3 separate regions of the Sus scrofa genome follow, and regions 2 and 3 are each linked to region 1. A link is a contact called in public Hi-C data. All regions are on one chromosome and are shown on one strand. The core of a region is the stretch at or near the end of the contact, and the rest is flanking DNA. Distances in the headings are between cores, read along the strand shown. Region 1 holds the start of MRPL32 (39S ribosomal protein L32, mitochondrial). Region 2 holds the start of STK17A (serine/threonine-protein kinase 17A). Region 3 holds the start of LOC100516527 (cytochrome c oxidase assembly factor 1 homolog).

What was found. A called contact is a pair of places that touch in the nucleus more often than the background predicts.
Region 2: a contact with region 1 is called in a Hi-C map of liver, with 6 times the contacts expected there. The contact joins the promoter of STK17A here to the promoter of MRPL32 in region 1. A contact is called at or near these places in 3 of 5 promoter capture datasets (fetal liver, fetal skeletal muscle and liver), 8 of 47 Hi-C or Micro-C datasets (embryonic fibroblasts, heart right ventricle, liver and 4 more) and 2 of 2 datasets of contacts at active chromatin or transcription factors (alveolar macrophages and skeletal muscle).
Region 3: a Hi-C map of brain shows a contact between it and region 1, with 11 times the contacts expected there. The contact joins the promoter of LOC100516527 here to the promoter of MRPL32 in region 1. A contact is called at or near these places in 3 of 5 promoter capture datasets (fetal liver, fetal skeletal muscle and liver), 23 of 47 Hi-C or Micro-C datasets (blood, brain, embryonic fibroblasts and 14 more) and 2 of 2 datasets of contacts at active chromatin or transcription factors (alveolar macrophages and skeletal muscle).

What each region holds. Positions count from the first base shown.
Region 1 is chr18:51,906,494-51,910,610 of Sscrofa11.1, reverse strand. It overlaps MRPL32 (39S ribosomal protein L32, mitochondrial), which reads left to right and starts at 1,320. Exons shown (of 3, transcript XM_021079164.1): 1 at 1,320-1,488; 2 at 3,145-3,326. The coding sequence starts at 1,359. PSMA2 (proteasome subunit alpha type-2) reads right to left here and starts at 1,212. Exons shown (of 8, transcript XM_003360207.5): 1 at 1,082-1,212. The coding sequence starts at 1,122.
Region 2 is chr18:51,359,909-51,364,341 of Sscrofa11.1, reverse strand. STK17A (serine/threonine-protein kinase 17A) reads left to right here and starts at 2,161. Exons shown (of 7, transcript XM_021078536.1): 1 at 2,161-2,488. The coding sequence starts at 2,289.
Region 3 is chr18:51,218,536-51,222,693 of Sscrofa11.1, reverse strand. It overlaps LOC100516527 (cytochrome c oxidase assembly factor 1 homolog), which reads right to left and starts at 1,935. Exons shown (of 6, transcript XM_021079234.1): 1 at 1,715-1,935.

The sequences.
Region 1 (4,117 bases), core at 71-2,570:
AGACATCATACAATAATGTAAAGTATTAATTTTGTCGTCAGAAAAAAACTCGGCTGGAACGTTAACTCAGCTATTCATCTATGACCACTGGACGAGTTATTTAATTGGTCTGAGCGGTGGTAATTAGCTCATCTGTAAAGCGCTGCGATAACATTTACCACACATGGAGGCAGAAAGAGATGCAGTAAGCTGCACCCACATAAAGTACTCAACAAGTTAGACCTCGCCTGCTTTCAGCAGTCAAAATAAGAATATATGTTAAACGAGGCATCACTGATCTATAGGAAAATGATCAAACTGAACCATTCCCCCGCTCGATTATTAAATCTTTCAATGATGATTTTCTTACACTGGAAATGATGACAATTCATTTCAAATTTATTTTGAAAAATATACTTATATATTTACTCTAAAAAAGGCCTACAACCTTTCTACAAACAAACAAAAAATCCCCCTCCCAATACAACAGCCAAAAAGCGCAAATGCAGCCGAGGAGTTTGGAGTCCTCAAACCAGGGGGCAGAAAGATTACCGCTTTCATTTTCAGTCCTTAAACTTCCGGTGGGAGCACCAAGGAAACCGAAAGCGGGAAGAGCTTTCGAAAGACATTAATGCCAAATGCAGTCTAAGACTCGGACCAAACTGGAAAGTTGGCCTTTCCGAGAAAAGGAACCCCATAGATTTGACCAAGATTCCGCGCTCCGGAAGCTCCCGAAATCAGGCCTACTTGGGTAAAAAAAACCAAAACTGTGAGTTCTGAACGGGACACTCAGAGACAGCGAACCCAAAGCTGCCTTTTCTAGTGCCCAAAGCCAAAGAAAACACCTCGGTGAGGGCCTCCACCTCCCGCAGCGCCAAGGTCGCCCGGGATCCCCGGACTCGCGTCCCCACAGCCCCCCGACACCAATGCTCCCCAGGCCGCGGGAGGGCCCCGCAAATGACTTTGCAAAGTCGCATTTCCACCCCCAAGCCCTCCTGGGCCTTCTGAAAGCACCAGGCCAGAGACCAGGATGGGAAAAACCGGGTCGGCTGAGCTCCTGCAACCTCAGCTACATGGAGGACCTCGGAGACCCCTTCCCTACCTGAATGTAGTCAGCGAAAAGCTGTAACCACGCTCCGCCATCTTTACCCGAAGATCCAAGGCACAGCCGCACACATGCGCACTGAAGCCCGTTTCTTCTCATTTCCCCTCCCCGCGCCTTCCTTTCTCTCTCTCTGATTGGAGAAGAATCAGAGCCGCTCCAGAGGCATGCTGGGCATTGTAGTTCTAAACGAGACGTTGGCCGACTCTGATCTGTGCGCATGCTCGAGGTAGGGGTGGGCCCCCGGCCCGATGGGCGTGGTTTTTGGGCGAGCAACATGGCGTCCGCCATGCTGGTGCTGGTGGTTCCGCCGTGGCCCGCAGCCCGGGGACTTCTCCGGAATTGGTGGGAACAACTGCAACGGAAGCTTCAGCACAACCGGCTAGGCCTTCCCCTTCATCCTTGGGGTAGGTAAAGAAAACCTCCGTGGAGAGCGGTTTGGGCCCGGGGACCCCAGGCATGGTTGTGGACCCCGCTCCTGCTCTGCCCTCCTCCCGCGGTCTGATCTCCCGCAGAGCGTAGAGGACATTGTCCTGGACCTTCATTTACTTAGAAGCAAGAGACAGCAATTTTTGCTCCCCAGTCCCCTGCAAAAAAGGAAAAAGGCCCTGCACTTGTCCCATTCGTGCCTAGGGGCTGAAGGGCATTAGCTTGGCACCACGCCGAGCTGCTGTTTCGATCCTCTTGTCTTTCCTTTCGTTCCACTTCCTAAAGCAATTTGCCTTCCGGTGTTTGAGCTCTGTGCAGTTGAATCCTGATCCTCTGTTTCCCATGGCAACTAAGTTTTGCTTTTTAGGGCCTCAGCCCCAGGCGTACGGAAGTTCCCAGGCTAGGGGTCAAATCGGAGCTACCGCTTCGGGCCTGCGCCACAGCCACAGCAATGCTGGATCCCAGCCGCATCTGGGACCTACACCACAGCTCACTGCAGTGCTGGATTTTGACCCACTGAGCGAGGCCAGGGATTGAACCCACATCCTCATGGATATTAGTCGGATTCATGTCTGCAGCCCCAAGACGGGAACTCCCAACAGAAACTACTTTTAAATGGAAGCATCTTGGATGTCATTGATTCCACATTTACATTCTCCTCGATTTTGAAGGTATCCAGAACATGGAAGTGATAATACCCAGGTAGTATGTCAAAATTTATATGTGCTTCCTGGGATAAATCTCCACAACTGTCCCATTAGGTGTCTGCACTTTTCTACAGATGTAGGCTCAGAAGGGAACCAAAGTGACACAGGCCGTCCAGAGCCTGTGCTCTTAACCACTTGTCTGGGCTTAGCAATACTTTTAGATAAACTGAAAAGGAATACCAGTTGTTAAGTGTTAGACATCTTTGTATACTTTTAAAAGTTTCTAAGATCAAGAAGTATTTTAGGTCTGAAGAATTTAGCCAGGAGAGGGTGAAGGAATCTCTTTGGTTTTATAAACAATTTAGAAAAACAAGAGTGAAACGTTGGGGATCACCTAAATAATTAATATCTTACAAAGAATGAGGAGCTAGTTCTTTTCCTTGGAGAATTGACATGGATCAAGATTAAATATCATGAAGAGCTAAGTGACTTAAAGTGTCTGCCAGGACAGAGGCGCTAACGCAGTTTGAATCTAATAAAGGACCAGTCAACATTTATCTCAGGGCCAGTGGAAAGCATAGATGTCCTTGCAAAGTAACTAGGTACTGCCCACCAAGTAGAATGTGGACAACTGAGTAAATTTTTTTTTCGGTCTTGTGTTGGGTGCCTCTCAGACTTTTTTCATGTTTACTACTCACCCCCTGAGTTCTGTATTACAAGACGAGAAACTTTTGGTAAAATTTCACTGATTGATTTAAGCAGGTGCTGCTAAGAAAAATTCTGTGTTCTTTAAAATGACTTCATGTATGAGCTTTAGTATATTGTAATGGCTGCTAAGGTTTCCTGTTAAATGTCTGTTGACTGTAATATTTTATCTATGTATGTGCCTGTTGATATATCACTGTTGATTGTTAAGGAGAGTGATATCTGTAAATAGTCATTTAGAAACTAGAAACTGATTCTGTATCTCCATGTTTTATTTTGTAGGACCAGCATTGGCAGTCCAAGGTCCAGCTATATGTACAGAACCAGCAAATGATACCAACGGAAGCAAGGCGATTTCCAGCCTTTTGGATAGTGTCTTTTGGATGGCAGCTCCCAAAAACAGACGTAGCATTGAAGTTAACCGGTGTAGAAGAAGAAACCCTCAGAAGCTTATTAAAGTTAAGGTAACACGATGATTTTTGTTGATGTGCTGTTTCTCCTCTACACTGCATTTTCTCTCAGTTTATCCAGATAGCCTATGAGTAAATTATTTTTGGATCTTATATGTCTCCTGTTCTCTGACCTAAATTAAATACAATATTCTTATTATGTGTGCCCACTGTCCTGTAGCCTAAATACTAGCAACACAGTCAAAGAGAAAGTTTGGAGTCTGGATAGGAATGGGTTGTAAAGAGTCTACTTGACGTTTGTCTTGTGAGTTATGCCAGTCCTGAGCTGTGTGCCTTTGAACCACGTATGAATAAACCTTTTTTTTTTTGTCCTTGGCTTTTTGAGGGCCGTACCCACGGCATATGGAGGTTCCCAGGATAGGGGTCTAATGGGAGCTGTAGCCGCCAGCCTACACCATAGCCACAGCGACACCGGATCCGAGCTGCATCTGCGACCTACACCACAGCTCACAGCAACGCCAGATCCTTAACCCACTGAGCAAGGCCAGGGATCGAACCTGAAACCTCATGGTTCCTAGTTGGATTGGTTTCTGCTGTGCCACAACAGGAACTCCTGAATAAACATTTTTAACTATGCAGAGTCTAAAGTTAAAATCCCAAGATCTATGGGATATTGGGTTTTACTAGCCCTAACAGATTTATTCTATTCTTCACTGTATCCAGTAAATTACCATGAAGGAAAATCCTCAGGTAAGTAATAAACATAGCTAATATCTATTAGCGCCTAAGATGTATCTGAGCACTTTTTGTGAACTATCTTATCATAGCCTCACACCAACCCTCCA
Region 2 (4,433 bases), core at 912-3,411, 550 kb after region 1:
CGAATGAGTCATAGTTTTAGATGGTGAGATCCCCCTACACACCCACCCCCTACCCAATCTTAAAAATTCCATTGTATTCTTCTTTGGAGTTCTCAGTTCTATGCTGAAATTCTCTTATTTAATTTCTAGAATAAACAGAATTATTTAAAAATCTATCAAATCTCTCCAGAAAATTTGAATCTCCTGCTTGCTTGATTCTGTTTTCTTTTTTTCTTAAAGATAATTATTTTTGTGTGCCCCCTATAAGTGCTAGATTAAATGCCAGACATTGTACATGAAATATTGTGCAGATGAGGCGCGGCTCTGGATGGTGGTGTTTTTCTCCAGAGGGGATTTGCTCTTGCATTTCAAAGCCGTTCCTCTGTCCTTATGAGGACCGGTCTAGTTCCCTTTTACCAATGCTCCTAGGGTGCATCACATTCAACTGAATCTAGAATTTTTACCAGGCCCTTCTCCTTAATAGGTCCTAAACTCCAGTTTTTTTGTCTCCTCAGCCCAGTGAGAAGCCTGAAGCCCTGCTTATATTTCTGCCTTTTCAGTTACTGCTTGGAATCACCAAATGCCTCGTGGGATGGTGGTGCCATTCTGGCTGCCCTTCTTTCCAGGATTTTAGTCATCCAAGTTGTTGCTGCTTTTGAAGCTCTCTTCTGCTTCGAGCAGAGGATTGTTTGTTTTCATAATTTACCCATTTTTTTCTCAGTAAGAGAGGTGATCACAAGTAGACTAGCTCAGCATTACCAGAAGCAAACCTCTTATTGGCACGCTTTGAGCAGAGCAGTGAGGTGATCTGATTTAGATTTTTATTTATTTATTCATTTATTTATTTATTTATTTTGTCTTTTTGCTATTTCTTGGGCCGCTCCCGAGGCATATGGAGGTTCCCAGGCTAGGGGTCTAATCGGAGCTGCAGCCACGGGCCTACGCCAGAGCCACAGCAACGCGGGATCCGAGCTGCATCTGCAACCTACACCACAGCTCACGGCAACGCCGGATCGTTAACCCACTGAGCAAGGGCAGGGACCGAACCCGAAACCTCATGGTTCCTAGTCGGATTCGTTAACCACTGCGCCACGACAGGAACTCCTGATTTAGATTTTTAAAAGGTCATTCTGATTGCCTTGAAACTAAACTATATGGAACTGGGGAGGAGGAAGTATGGAAGCAGGTAATCCAGTTAACAAGCTCTCACAATAATCCAGACGAGAGGTAATGCTAATTGCAGTAATGTGGAAATGGAAAGATGTGATCTGATGTATTTTGAATGTATTTCAAAATATATTCTGGATGTATTTTGAAGGCAAAGGCAAGAGGAATTACTAACAAGTTGAATGAGGGGTATGAGAGAAACAAGGTTTTTGGCCTGAATCTCTGGAAGGATGGAGCTGCTGTTTACCGAGGAAGGGAAACTGGCTGGGGAAACAGCGCATTTGCGAAGGACGATCAGGAGCTGCCTTTTGCTTGTTAAGTCTGAGATTCTAATTTGCCATCTAACTGGTGATGCTAGGTGTATACTTGAATACATGAGTCTGAAGTTCAGAGAATGGTTGGAAGCTGGAGCTACAAATTTTGTAGTCATGAGCATACGGTTGTAATTAAAGCCACAAGACCGGAAAAGAGCACCTTGGAAGTTAAATATAGAAGACCACAGTCAGTATAATAGCGCCTATTTCATGGGACTCGTGTAAGGGCTTAAAATATTTACTCAACTCTTGCCTCTTCATGCTCCTCCTCAACTTAAGCAGGAGCCCGCTGCCCGGGGCTACTTCCACGCAGCCCTGCTTCCAGCAGCCCTGATCTGAGTGGTAGTCCTCACTCTACCAAGGTAAGGCGGGGTGAAGCTCTGGCAGGCAGCTCTTTGCCTTGCATTCACCTGATCTGAACTAAGATGATCCGCAGGTGCGTGACCGGCTGACGCAGCGGGTCCTCCAGCCAGAAGGGTGGTGCTGTTGGTCGCCTCTAGACTGCGGCGTCCGGCGCGAGGCCCCTCGCCAGGCGCCAGGCTGCACCTTCTCCCCCTCGGCTGCAGAGGGCGCGCGTAAGGCACATGGCGCTCTGGACCGCCCTCGGGGGCGGGGGCGGGGCCGGATGCGGGGGCGGGGCCGGGCGCGGGGCGGGGCCGGGCGCCGGCGGGGCCGGACCGCGGGGAGCCGGCCCTCCCAGTCCGAGCGCGGCGCGGAGGAGAGCGGTTGCTTCTCTCCGACCGGCTGGAGGCTGCTGGAGGCGGGGCCGTTACCCGCCGGCAGCTCGGAGCGAGCCGGGCGGCCAGAAAGCCGGCGCGCCCGAGCGCCATGATTCCTCTGGAGAAGCCGGGCAGCGGCGACTCCTCCCCGGCCGCCGCCTCCGGCTCGGGCCGGGCCAGCCGGGGACCGAGCACGCCGCGCCGGCCGCCGCCGCCGGCCCGCGGGCTGCTGACGGAGATCCGCACCGCCGTGCGCACCGAGCCCTTCCAGGACAGCTACAGCCTGAGCCCGGGCCGGGAGCTGGGCAGGTGAGGCCGGGCGGCCGCGCGGGCGGGGCGCAGATGAGAGCGGGAGGCCGGCGGGCGCGGCGGGACCGGGCGCCGACCTGAGTGCGGGCGGCGATTAGGCGGCGGGGCCCCCCGCCCCGGCCGCCCGGCCGCCCGGCCGCGCGTCGCCGGAGTGCGCTGTGCACTTGGTAGCGGCCCGAGAAAGGCTCCCACGCGGGTCGCCGAGAACCTCCCAGCCTCTGCTCGGGGCCTTCCAGCCTCTGCGGTCCTTTGTGCGGTTAACCGAACGAGACGGCGTGGGAACCGCGCTGCGCGCCTCTGCCCGCGGCGTCGGAGCCGAGGGGTAGCGTCAGCTCTGGTTTCGCCCTGCAGCTCTTGTGGGTTCCGGCTGCTCCCTCTGTGGCTGCGGCAGAGAAGATGAAACCGAGCGTGACAGCTTCCTCTGCACCAGCGCTGGGTGCACTTCTGTCTGCCGCCTTCTGCTGACTTGGTTTTCGGTTCCGTGGGGCTCTTCTGTTCTCGTTCTGAAACATTTAGGTCCCTGCCCCTTAAGTCCAGATGGGCTTCCCTCCTAAGCTCTGGGCTCTGGTCTGAATTTTCCCGCGGTCAGCCGGCCCCTGGCCTTCTCTTCTCCACCCGACTCTTGTAAGGGCGTAGGGGTGGGGGCTTACAACTTGGCCTGTTTCTAAAATTGCAAAAGGTGAAGGCTGTTTGAATCCTCTACATCTGGGACGTTGAAGAGGGATGATTAGAGTCATGGGGGCTTGGGGACTGACCCCCCTTTTTCCTTGAGGACAATTTGGAGAAGTTATCAAAAGCCCTGGCTTTGGAGTCAGACCCGAGCTCCGAGTCCCCCTCTGCTGTTGCGCGTTTCTCATCCGTAAAATCCGCATCGTGACAGCACCTCTCTCACCGGGGTGTTGTTAAGATGCGGAGTCTGTCAAGTGCAAGCCCCAGGGCCTGGCACATGGCATTTGGTAAGTGTTAGCAGCTGTTGCAGGTGTTTGTCATGGTTGCAGCATCGCACCATGGTGTAGTGGGCAAAGGGCCTGGCAGTTATGACAGCCTCCTTCTGGGGTCTTAGAAAAACAGGGTCCATAATATCCGCTACAATGTTAAAAAAAATAATAATAATAATAAAAGTGCCTTACAAGCATGAAGGTAACTTTTAGAAATAGTTTTGGCAGCGATACCTACCCCAGAAGTATCTTATTTATTCCAAATGTTAAAAGGACACATATTTTTCAGGGATAAGATTTTCTTCACTCTCCTGGGCACCAATTAACTGGATCTGCACAAACTGTAGGTGTGACAAAAGATGACATGGACAGCTACGGACTCATCTAGGTTTTCTAATTGGTCAGAATTCCAGACATTCTAAAGGAACCCTGATTTCTTGAAGGAAAACTAGGACTTTCCATTGTTTGAGTTGTCTGACTTCATACCAGAAAACAAAAACGTCTTACAAAACTGAAATGTCTTCAGGTGGCGAGCACCATCTTGAAGACTTTGTAATAACTGACTTAATGGGAAAAAAATTGCTTCGTACTCTACCAGCTGTTGTGATAATTCCTGCAGGAATGAATTGTTTCAGCCTATATTATACAGTTAGCTTGCCTATGAAGTGTTTGTTTTAATGGTATGACATCTTCTACATACCTTTTCTTATATAAGTTTCTTTACAAAAATAATAACTCAGGGGAACATGAAATTAGATACTTAAATCAAGAGCCCAAAACCAAAAAAGGAAATGAATGTTAACTTTTTTTTTTTTTTTTTGGCCGCACTTGCGCCATGTGGAGGTTCCTGGGCCAGGGATTGAACCCAGCTGTAGGAGCAACACTAGGTCCTTAACCCACTGTGCCACAAGGGGACTTCCGTCTTTTGGGTTCCCCTTTTCTTCACGGAGAAGCGTAACGCAGTGGTTAAGAACGATGACTTTGGAGTCAGACAGTCTGTGATTGAG
Region 3 (4,158 bases), core at 686-3,185, 690 kb after region 1:
TATATCCATACAATGAAATATTACCTAGCAATAAAAAAGGAATGAAGTGCTGATACATGCTATAACATGGATGAACATGATTGTTAAAAGTGAAAAAAGACAATCAAGAAAGACCACATAGTTTACAATTTCATTGTATGAAATGTTCAGAATAGGCAAATATATACACCCAGTAGATCAGTAGCCCCTTAGGGCTAAGAGTGGGGAGGAGTGGGAGTGAGTAAGGAGGAAATCATGAGACTGCTAATGGGCACAGGGCTTGTTCTGGGGGTGATAAAAACTTTTCAAAATTGATCGTGGTATTGCTTGTACAAATTTGTGAATGCACGAAAAACCAAAGTATATTGTAAAGTTCTAGGTATGTGACCTATATCTCAATCTGGTTTGTTTTTTTGTTTTTCCCCAAAAAGACTGTAGCTTGGGGAGTTCTCATTGTGGCACAGCAGAAATGAATCCGACTAGTATCCATGAGGATGCAGGTTGGATCCTTGGCCTCGATCAGTGGGTCGGGATCTGGCATTGCCAGGAGCTGTGGTACAAGTCACAGATGCAGCTCAGATATGGTGTTGCTGTGGCTATGGCGTAGTCTGGCAGCTGTAGCTTGGATTCAACCCCTAGTCTGGGAACTTTCATATGCCACACTTTCGGCCCTAAAAAGCAAAAAAAGAAAAAGCAAAAAAAAAAAAAAAAAGACTGGATTGGGGTGTGCTTTTGTTTTTTTTTCCCATTATATCCTCAGCTCCTAAAACAGTGCCTGGCAATATCAGGGTTCAATAAATTCTGACTGAATAGAAAAATAAATTTCCAAATGTGGGTAAATCATTATAAAACTGTCATATCCAAAGAGACGAAATGACTGCAGGTTGGCATGCGGCGGGGGTGGTATACAGGGTGTTTGTGTGTTTGGTGAAAGGAGATAAGACCGAAAAATTCATCAGAAGCAAGGCCCTGCAGGGTCTTGAAGCCAGCCTAAGGAATTTCTATTATCCTCAATCAATGGGGAGGCCAGTAAGACTTTAAGCAGAGGATGAACACAGATCTGTGTTTTAAATGTATAAAGTCTAAGTAAAGAGTTGCTATTTTTAATAAAAGGGAAGCGGAGCAGTACTCAGGTGAGAATGAGGAGGAATTAGGGGAAGACGGAAAAAAAAAAAAAAGGAAATTTCAAAATATAAGAATCTTTGTGAATTTTAAAATTCCTCTCTCTCACACACACATACATACACACACACCTGAAACTCACTTACACTGAAACTCACTTCTATGGTCAGCCCCCGTGTGGGGCTCAAACGTGACGGGGCCAAAAGGTATTATGACCACTGAGCCAAACAGCTCTTTTCTACAGCCATCTAGGCAGGGTCCTCCTCTGGCTGCTGCAAACTGGGGCCACGGACAAAGGGCCCAGGTCCACTTCTTTACAAATGTGCTCCCGGGAACGCTCAACGAAACCCCAGGGCAAGACCACGGTGAGACACACAGGAGGGGGCACCTTACAGCGTCGCGAGGAGCTGAGCCCACCAGGGCCCCGCAGGTGCCAACCTTGCAACGGAGGGAGGTCGAGGCCGGTGACAACCCGGAGGTGACCCCGGAGGGGACTCCCCTGGCCACAGCCCACCCGGGACGCGGTCGCGGCCCCCGGCGCTGCAGGAACACCCACTCCTGGGGCGGCCGAGACCCGACTCCCTCCGCGGGCAGTGCCAGCCTCCCGGCTTACCACGCCGCCGCGGAGAGCGGGAGGGCTCCTCCCGGACGTCCGGTGGGAGCCGCGGGGCGGGGGGAGCGCGGAGGCCGGCGGGCGGCCCCGCCCCGCGGAGAGCAGTCGAGACTTCCGGCGTCGCCTCCCCGTGGGCTAGAGCGTCGGGACGAGCCCGCCGCTGGCGGACCCCGGACCCGGGCGAGCGAGGTGCAGGTTGGTGCCTGGCGTCTCTGCAGGTGGACCCGCGCCGGGAGGGGACTTGTCTCCTCAGATCCCCGCTTTTTGTTTTCTGCGCGCCATGAGCCCTCAACACACATTCAGTCCCGCAGTGGCTGCCGAGGAAATTTAAACCTCTGGTTCACGTTGCTCCTCGCAGGGATCGGCGCTTGGGTTCACATCCAAGGATGCAGAACCACGGGCCATCTGAGCCCCATTCTAGCCCTCAAGTCCATCTTGCCCCATTTGGCGGAGAAATTTGGCAAAAAAATTTTTTTTAATTCACCAAATATTTATGAACTGCTTACTGTGCTCCAGGGAATGCAGTGCTAAGAAAAAAATGTAGTGGTCTTTGCTCTCGGATTTTAGTAGTACGATAATAATAATTTACTTAATAGATTTCTCATAAGGATGGATATATAGTTTTTGTTTTTTGCTTTTTAGGCCCACACACATGGACATCCCCAGGCTAGGGGTGGAACTGGAGCTGCAGCTGCCGGTCTACACCACAGCCACAGCAAGGCCGGATCCAAGCCTCCTCTGTGGCCGACACCACAGCTCAAGGCAATGCCAGATCCATAACCCACTAAGCCAGGCCAAGGATGGAACCCACATCCTCATGGATACTAGTCGGGTTCATTACCACTGAGCCCCAACGGGAACTCCTCTTATCACAATATAAACCACTCAGAATAGTCTGGCATTTTGTTAAAGTGTTCAATAAAGGCCAGTTACCTTATTTTCATCTTGACCATTCCATTGTCCTCACTGCTATGCATGATTACTTTTTTAACGTTAAGCGTGAAGTCCCAGTGTTACCCGCCTGAGTCCCTAGACTCTAATCAACAGAAATTGCTAAGAGGCCAAAAATTCCAAGCAAGACTATAAGGAAAATAAGAAACAGGTGCCCTTGCTCGCTGTTTGAGTCCTTAAATGAGTTAACAAGAGAGGCCCCGTCCATGAATTGAGCAGGAGGCATAGCTGAAATGGTCTGCCCACTTCTTTGGTGGTACTTTGTGCAGGGATCATGTGCAGTCCACTGCTTTTGGTCCTGGCACCCCTGAACCAGTAGTTGGGCTTTGGCCTCTTTATATCTTTTGGTTCATAATTGCCCCCAACTGCCACATGCATGCAATTATTTTTAGTCCCTTATAGTTTTCTTCCTGGTCTTGGAAGAGTTATTTGTTCAGGTGCAAGCACTCTGGTAAAGGGTCCCAGGTTCCAGTCTACCACCCAAGTACCTTTCCTCCACAAAGCAGTGAGTCTCAGGTGAGTCACCTAGATTTGATGTGTTCCATAACCAGACTAATTAAGGGCAGTCTAAAGCAATGGTCTTCAAACTCTTGATCACATTCCCATCAGAAAAGAAAATTTGACTATAAACATATACTATGTATGATATAGATACATATTATGCATGCTATAAAAACTTCCGCAAGAAATAGAACCTTTAAAAGGTGAGATAAAAAATACTAATTTATGCATTTTCTTCCCATGCAACAAATAGGTTGCCATACATACATTCCATCACTTTGGAATCCACTGGTTAAATGAGCACATTATCAAAGTAGCCTGTTATTAAATTATGAATCCCCAGAATAGTTCTCTTTTTAAAGAATTAATGGAAACTAAGCAGATTTTGAGTTGCTTGAACAATAAGGGATATTTGAATAGTTTCATACATTAGAGGAAATGAAGAAATAAAATAGGCATCCTTTGGGTAATTTTCATTGACTTTTGACTTGTTAAATTTCTAAAGAAAGAGATTAAGATTGCAATGCCTGGAGTTCCCGTCGTGGCGCAGTGGTTAACGAATCCGACTAGGAGCCATGAGGTTGCGGGTTCGGTCCCTGGCCTTGCTCAGTGGGTTGGCGATCCGGCGTTGCCGTGAGCTGTGGTGTAGGTTGCAGACGCGGCTCGGATCCCGCATTGCTGTGGCTCTAGCATAGGCCGGTGGCTACAGCTCCGATTCAACCCCTAGCCTGGGAACCTCCATATGCTGCGGAAGCGGCCCAAGAAATAGCAACAACAACAACAACAACAAAAAGACAAAAAAAGACCAAAAAAAAAAGATTGCAATGCCTTATACCAAGCTTGATATTTCACAGAATACATCAACTAACAAAAAACTGATGAGGTTTTTTTATATGTGTATTTCATAAAATATTCATGACAATTAATCCTGGATCAATTAGTACCATACTAGAAAGAAATGTGTTTACTTTGTAAATAAGAAAAGCATACGA